Linked DNA regions of Sus scrofa: region 2 is linked to region 1. Evidence: chromatin contacts called from public Hi-C data. All regions are on one chromosome and are shown on one strand. Each heading gives the region's core, a stretch centred on a gene start, on an enhancer-like site or on the middle of the called end of the contact. The rest is flanking DNA. Distances are from core to core; before and after follow the strand shown. Region 1 overlaps PRICKLE1 (prickle-like protein 1). Region 2 has its middle 320 kb from the start of PRICKLE1.

The links. Hi-C and Micro-C count contacts between places; a contact is called where the count stands out from the background.
Region 2: a Hi-C map of embryonic fibroblasts shows a contact between it and region 1, with 2.2 times the contacts expected there. The contact joins two enhancer-like sites. A contact is called at or near these places in 1 of 47 Hi-C or Micro-C datasets (embryonic fibroblasts) and 1 of 2 datasets of contacts at active chromatin or transcription factors (skeletal muscle).

The regions. Positions count from the first base shown.
Region 1 is chr5:73,817,241-73,821,210 of Sscrofa11.1, forward strand. All of the region lies in intron 1 of PRICKLE1 (prickle-like protein 1), which reads right to left. Among named protein-coding and RNA genes, the nearest start is that of PRICKLE1, 7.3 kb to the right of the region's middle. Within about 2 kb of position 2,406, at least 4 of the 83 cell types and tissues checked have an H3K27ac peak or open chromatin away from gene starts, as enhancers often do. A contact at or near this core is called in embryonic fibroblasts, where this site is marked.
Region 2 is chr5:74,140,741-74,144,966 of Sscrofa11.1, forward strand. No RefSeq gene overlaps it. Among named protein-coding and RNA genes, the nearest start is that of PRICKLE1, 320 kb to the left of the region's middle. Within about 2 kb of position 2,716, at least 3 of the 83 cell types and tissues checked have an H3K27ac peak or open chromatin away from gene starts, as enhancers often do. A contact at or near this core is called in embryonic fibroblasts, where this site is marked.

The DNA of each region.
Region 1 (3,970 bases), core at 1,156-3,655:
AGCAACGAGACCAACTGGTAACTTGCAAAAAAATACAATCAATACATGATAGAGGGAGTTCCCGTCGTGGCGCAGTGGTTAACAAATCCGACTAGGAACCATGAGGTTGCCGGTTCGGTCCCTGCCCTTGCTCAGTGGGTTAACGATCCGGCGTTGCCATGACCTGTGGTGTAGGTTGCAGACGCGGCTCGGATCCCGTGTTGCTGTGGCTCTGGCGTAGGCCGGTGGCTACAGCTCCGATTCAACCCCTAGCCTGGGAACCTCCATATGCTGCAAGAGTAGCCCAAGAAATAGCAAAAAGACAAAAAAAAAAAACAAAAACAAAAACAAAACATGATAGAGTACCTCGAAGATCTGGAAACATAAGAGATAGAATGAATTTATTATGCTGCTTTTCAGATGAACAATTATACCTATTCTTTGAAATCTGGAGGTACTTTACCTGAAAGGTGTCTGGAAGTTGACAAAACATATTGAGCATACTGTTTTATTTTACTTTTAAAAATTTTTTTTTGCTATTTAGAGCTATGGAGCAGATGGGAGGTTCCCAGACTAGGGGTCGAATCGGAGTTGCAGCTGTGGCTACACCACAGCCACAGCAACACCAGATCCAAGCCGAGTCTGCGACCTACACCACAGCTCATAGCAACGCCGGATCCTCAACCCACCGAACCAGGTCAGGGGTCGAACTTGCAACCTCATGATTCCTAGTTGGATTCGTTTCTGCTGCGCTGCCATGGGAGCTCCTATTTTACTTTATTTTTAATTTATCTTTTATTGAGGTAACATTGGCTTGCAACATTATATAAGTTTCATGCAGACAACATTATATTGATGCTCCTTACACTACGGAAGGCTAACAATAGTATTTTAAAATCACTAACATCACATTTTCAAAGTTTCCTGACTCTGGGGGGCTCTCTGAAGTTGCCATGCGCACTGTGAGTCCGGCACTGTGTTAGGCGTTGGGTGTGCAACGGGGAACTAACATGGTTCCTGGCTCACATCTATCACCGTCCACTCACAGGAGGAGAACACACAATTTCCTGGACCTGGGTTAAAATGACGTCTATTTCTTGATGGCAACATTCGCTATGAAGAATCAATGAATGAATGAACAAAAGAGAAAGGAAGGAAGGAAAAATGTTCAGCCTAGTAGGATTAGAAACATAAAATTTTAGAACTGGAAGGAAATCTCAGAGATCATCTAATTTAGTGGCTCTTAACCACAGCTGTGCATCAAATTACTTGAGGAGCGTTTCCAAGTTAAATGTGCAAGACTCCACCCCAAGCCTCCTGCCTTAAAAATCTCTGTGTATTTTCATTTTGAAAAAGCTCCATAGGTGTTTATGGCTCAAACCTTTGGTTAATATGCACTGATCTGGCTCAGTTCCCTCACTTTATATATGAGGGAACCAAGGCCCAGAGAGGCTGAGTGGCTGACCCAAAATCGCACAGTTATTGGACTGTGTTCCAAATTTTCTGATTTACAGAAAAATGATGGTAGAAAAACTATCCAGTTCTGCACTCTTCTGCCACATCACTACTGATGATTCTTGAATCTCTACTCAAGAAACAGGATAAGTGCTTTGGTCAGGACAACTCCTCAACCAAAAGTTACGGAACCAAAGTAAAAAAGCCAGTGTGTACGGGCAACACAAACAACAAACAAAGAGCCATCACGTACCATAGTAACCCGGTTCCTTCCTGCTTCAACAGCCAAGTCAAGCTGCTCCCATTCAAACATCCTTATGCCTATCAGTTTCTCATTTTGGCACTGCCATGAATAATCATTTTGGGGTTTTGTGGATTAGAAGAAGAGGATGATTTTTCTGGTTTATTCCTCAAATTCAGAAGGTTAAAAATATGTTTCCAATACCTCAATATGAAGAAAGCCTGGTCTGCTTTTAACACGTTTGGCAGGACTTGAGGACATGTTTTTGGCTATTAGCCTGACAAGCTGTTTAAGCTTATAGAAGACCCACAAAGGGAACTTATATGATTAAGTCAGTTAAACACAAACATCTTCTCTGTGTATTTTATTCCCTCCCTTCACATTCACAAAAACATTAAAGGCTAAAGCATTTCAGAACTAACTGGGTGAGGGGGGCAAGTTATTTATCACTTCAGCTCCTTTCTCAAGGCTTGTGTAAATAAGAACCATGGCAACTCAAAAGAAATTATTCATGTGATCCTTGCAATGAACAAAGCTAAGCATCAGAAAGGAGTTCGAAATTCCTATGAAGCATATGTAGTTTCTTACAAGAAACATCTGTGATTCTCTAATGCACTTCAGCCTTAACTTTATCTCTTTCTAAAAATTATGTAACATGCATATACTTCAAGCACCGAACATACTTACTAATTACATAGTCACAGAAGAATTTCAAATGCCTGTCTCCTTTGGACACACATTATAACAAAGTATTGCAACACAAGAGCACTAAGCAGGAGTTCCCGTTGTGGCGCAGTGGTTAACCAATCCGACTAGGAACCATGAGGTTGCGGGTTCGGTCCCTGCCCTTGCTCAGTGGGTTGACAATCTGGCATTGCCGTGAGCTGTGGTGTAGGTTGCAGACGCGGCCGGTGGCTACAGCTCCGAATGGACCCCTAGCCTGGGAACCTCCATATGCTGGGGGAGTGGCCCAAGAAATGGCAAAAAGACAAAAAATTAAAAAAAAACAAGAGCACTAAGCAGTCTTCTTACATAAGATCTAACAGTTCCTTAAATTGTTCGGCAGCGCTGTTTTAGAGCAAAGCAAAATGCCACGCTATCTGGCTCTTTTTCAGGTCCTAATGAAGGAACTTAGAGTCTTCAAGCATGTAAATAACATAGTTAGAAACATCCATTACAGTTAACAAGTTATGAATGTCTTCAGAAGAATGCCATATTATTGGCATTCTATCACAAAGATTGGCTTTCTATCACAAAGATGAAAGAACGAAAAAAAGAAGTACAAATGCCTTTGCTGCAACTCTGACATGGTTTAAATCCGTTTGCTATTATTAGGCTGAAGGAGTACGCGAGGGGTGAGTGTGTGTGTGTGGATCCGGAAGACAGTATTTCAATCGGGGCAGAGGACCTGGCCAACACAGAAGCAGGTTTTAATAGAATTTCTACTTGAACCATGGTGACCATAGTGGGTTGTGTCACTACCACAATGGGCAGGCCGGGGTGCTCGCCTGGTAAGGCAAGATAAACCTCATTTTATGTCGAAATGAGCAAACTTCCTCTAAGAAGGTTTGCTTGATTGAAAGTTTCCAGGGAGAAAGGGCAAATCCGAGGGATGGCTGGTGGGCAGTTCTTAAGGTCTGCTGCTTTCCTAAGGCTAACCTTCCCCTTCTAGCTTGGCTCAAAGGCCAACATTCATTGGTGGTAGTCTTTTGCATTGAGGCAGTAACCGAACCTCCAGATCTCAAAGATCCCTGGCAGCCCGGGTTAATTTCAGCTGTCTCTACTGGGGCTACATGAAACATGGCATTTACAAATTTGGATTATATAGTGCTATTTATTACCTGATGGAAGACTTCCACAAATGCCAGAAGAGACGTTGGCGTTTATGCAAGTCGACTACTGTGTGACCCAAAGAAGCACTAGATTCTATAGGCTGTGTTTGCCAGGATTGAAAGGGCCTATGTGAAAACGCCTTAATTAGGACCATCTTAGCACCTCAGCTACTGGATACCCTCTAGCTCTAGGTGTTATATTTCAAATGGGCCAACAAATCATCCTGGAAACAGAACCTCCTCCCACCCCGACCTCAGTCCTGTAACTAATCCCTGTAACTCGGAGTCCTGAGAGTGTATATTTTATTTTCAGATTTAATAAGTATATCTGGTAGCTATTAAAAGATTTAAGCCACTACCGTTTTTCAAAGGTTTCAGTGTTGAGAGATTTCAAGCCCACAGAGGGGGCAATCTGGAGGGCTTGGCTACTGTAGAATGGTGAAATTATTTCACTGGCTCCCTG
Region 2 (4,226 bases), core at 1,466-3,965, 320 kb after region 1:
GGAAGGGAGCCAGTGATACAAATCTAAATAAATTCTTATTCTACTCAGACTTATATTCTATTATGTAAAAGTGTGTTTGTAGTTAGGAAACTTGAGTTTCCACTGAATAAAGACCATGTTCTATAATATGCTCAGATTCCTATAATTACCCTTTTTGTTTTCTCTGAAATGTTGACTGGCCTAGGCCTCCAGGAGGACATCCTTTTTATGCTGCGTTTGGTTTATGAACGAGCAGCTGAGAAACAGCCGAATTTAGAAAGTTCTTCTAAATTAGATCTCAGATAGACACGGAGATTGGAGATCTGGGCAGATTTGATTTGGTTTTCCTATTTCCCAACCAGAAGTGTTTTAAAGATCAACAAAGTGACATTGATAATTGCTCTAGGAAAATGCTAGAGAATAGCGTGAGTGCTCATTGCTTATTGAGAAAAGGAAGTTAATCTTCTGCATTGTCTGTTTAAAGAAACCATCACAGACGATGTTAGGCGCTTTGGCAGGATTGCTGGATCGTTGTGATGATCACACTGGGGCTTTGGTGGAGTGGCCGTTCCCTTCCTTGTCTCCAGCTAATGTATTTTGCAGCCCTGACCATGTGTAACTTGTGATAATCTTTCCTTTTCTTGACGGAAGTCTTCAAGATGACTACTTATGCAAGAACTTTTTTTTTTTTAAAAAAATGGGTATTTTTATTATAAAAACTGTAAGCTGTCCTTTAAAAAGAAGTCCACAGGTTGGAAGAACAGGCAGGATGCTTTTTTTTTTTTTGAAGTTTGGGCAAATGGCATGTAGCAACACTTCTCCATTTTTACATACTTCCTGTGGATGTCTCTCTCTCTAAGACAAGGGAAGGAATGACAAAGAGAATATGCTGGGTTTGACTCTGATTTGTTTTCTGATCCCAAAGATTGAAGGGAAGTGATTTTTATTGATAATGCTATGATTTAAATTGAAAGATTTTTTTTTTTTTGGATAAAGGTAAATAGGACACTATTTATTTATTTATTTGTCTTTTTGTCTTTTGAGGGGTGCACCTGCGGCATATGGAGGTTCCCAGGCTAGAGGGCTAATCGGAGCTGTTGCTGCAGGCCTACAACCACAGCTCACGGCAATGCTGGATCCTTAACACATAGAGCGAGGCCAGGGATCGAACCCACAACCTCAAGGTTCCTAGTCAGATTCCTTTCTGCTGTGCCATGACGGGAACTCCCTGTAGGACACTATATAAATGTGCGTTTCATTCCTTAGGAAGTGGCCATGGCTAGCCACCCCTGCCCCCAAAATAACTAAACCACCAAATCACAAACAAAATAACTAATCAGAACATGTGTGAGATGTCTTAGGAAACCTACTCTTTGTATACGGAAAAGTGAACCCACCTGAGACTCGCCCTGAACCAAGCTAAGATTCCATTTTAACACAATGAGCTGGAGTCTGCGGTGGACCAGTTGGCCAAATGGCTTTGAGACAACCGTTTGCTCCTAGCAAGCAAATCAATTCTTTCCTGAGAATTCGGGGCTTCATTTAGAGCTGTTGTGGAATTAAGCAGTCTCCTGAACACCCAGAAAAGGCAGGACAAGACTCAAGAAACTTAGGTGTGGGATCTAACTGTAACTCCACATATATTTTTTTCTCTTTTTACTTTATCCTTTTTTGTTTCATTCTCATGGAAACCAACATTTGTGAGGAAATGATGAGTTTGTTTGATGTTAGTATAAGTTTGTCCCATATAAGTCGAATGATATAAAAGAAAGAATAGTTTTTATAAAGTTGATTTAATTGAATGCAAATTTTGAACGTAATACTGAATTGTTCATGGACTTAGGAATGGGCTTAACCTACTGTTTTTCAGTCATTTTCCATTTTATTCTGTGGATGGATTTATATTCTTTTGCTTATATCTCACCATTTTATAAACAATTCAAGTACAGCCACCATCAAAAATACATATAACACTGAAGGGCACTGTAGTGAAAAAAATGCTAATTTTAATAATACTTACATTATTGAAATGTTATTAAGATGAGTCCTGAATTTATGTTTTGTTTATAATATATTACTTCAAAGATACATCCACAGCACACAATGGTAATTGAATATTACATTTGTATAGTACTTTACACTTTTTGAAGTTATTTTATATCTACTACTTAGAAACAAATGATTTTATTAACGTTTTGGTGGCAATATGTAACTGGCTCTTTTTGCCAGTATCCCCGAGGGCTAAGGGTTGAGAATATTTTTGAATTAGATCACTTAAACATGACAAACACTTGACTGGAATATATTTTTTGGTGATTGGCCATATTAAAGCAAAACCACTGTATTACCAACTTGTCTCTGTATTAAAAAATACTACACTTAAAAAAATTTTTTTTTCATTAAATGACTGTAAGTGACATGTGAATTTGCAAAGTCCAGCTGATCTGTTGATTTTTAAGGTGGACAGCGTGATGATCTATGATGTTTTCCGAAAAGAAATTTTCCAGATTTACTCAGTGTAAGATTCCAAGCAGTGGGTTTTAATCATTTTCAGTAAAGTGGTGGTGGTGGTGGTTGGGGGGAGGTGGGGGATGGGGGCAGGACTCCATTTAGAGTTTCTGAGACACGAGTTCATAATCCCAAATTTGGCCCTTTGGATAATTGTGGCACAGACGACATTGCTGTACCATACACCTCACGACTAAGGAATGCGTGTCTGGAAATTTCCTTCTGAAGTGAATTGTTCCTTCTGCTGCTAACTCTGGTGGTGAGGGTTACACTCTTGCTCCGTGGCTCGACTAGACGGTGCATCAGAAGTCATGTGTTCTGACAGCTGGAGCCTCTTTTCCTAAGACCTTTGGAAAGCATCCATCTTTCACTTTTTTGTCCACCTGCTGACAGTTTCTTAAATGGATCAGTGGTTGCCTTACTAGTCGACAAAACTGATGACAGTTTTCAAGGGGGTATGAAAAATATCCCGGCCTTGAAGTTGTTTACACCAATATTCACCGTTGATAAATTGGGCTGTCATTCTGATCTCACGGTCGAGGGCGCAAAGGGGATTTGGCGGTGGGGTGGGTCACAGCCACGACAAGGCGCAAGCGGACCCGGCCTCCATTACCAGGTTCCTGCTTTTGCCACCATCTGTTCTTCTCCGTCTCCGACAAGGGCAACACGGAGGAAGCAGGTTGCGATACCGAGGAAAGGACACTGGGAAATGAGGTGTTACATCCTGCCCTGGACGCTTGAGAGAGTTTATGTTCCCTCCTTACACTAAAGGGTTTTCAACTTAAACTGGAAATTCTACTGTCTGGGGGCTCGTTTACTAACGAAGACAGGTGAAGAAAAAATGGTCTCTCAGTGGTTGTTCCATGGTTTTGGTTCTTTGATTCTTTGGTTTGCTTCTGAACAAACTGAAATGCTGGAGAGTCAGAACAGATTGCAGAGTTCCAAATATTTAGGGCTTACTTATTTCTGATGATATCTCCATATCCCAGATTCCCAACTAATGTGCAGTGTCGGAACCATATGCATAATGTTTGCGAACTGTGCAAGGCAGGCCCTGACAATTTCAGTGTGACCGAACTGGCTTCTTGGGGCTGGCGGGGGGGGTGAGCAGCAAGGCTGGTGAGGTCTGCTCAGGTGATTAGCCACTGTCCTGCCAGTCAAGAATCACTGATTTTGGTAAGTCAGTGTTTCCTAAAATCTCAGCTTATCAGGATCACCTGGGGAGGTTTATCAAAAGATAAATATCCAGGCCCTACTCCATCCCTGAGCAATCAGAATCTTGAATCTTGGTAGGGTAGGACCTGTTTCTCTGCTTATTTGTTTGTTTGCTTGTTTTCATTTTGGGCTGCACCCATTGGCATATGGAAGCTCCTGGGTCAGGGACTGAATTTGAGCCAGAGCTGTATCCTATGTCACAGCTGTGGCAATGCCAGATCCTTAACCCACTGTGCCATAGTGGAACTCCTGGATATCTGGTTTTTTTTGAAGCAACTGTCCAGCTGATTCTTATGTCCTGGCAGTTTTGGGGACAGCTACCCTAGAGGGCAGAAGAACTTGGTGGAACGAGAATAGCATTTTCTTTCTTTCTTTTTTTTTTAATGCCACACCCTTAGCATATGGAAGTTTCCAGGCTAGGGGTCCAATTACAGCTGCAGCTGCCAGCCTACACCACAGCCACAGCAACACTGGATCTGAACTGCATCTGTGATCTATGCTGCAGCTTGCCCACTGAATAAGGC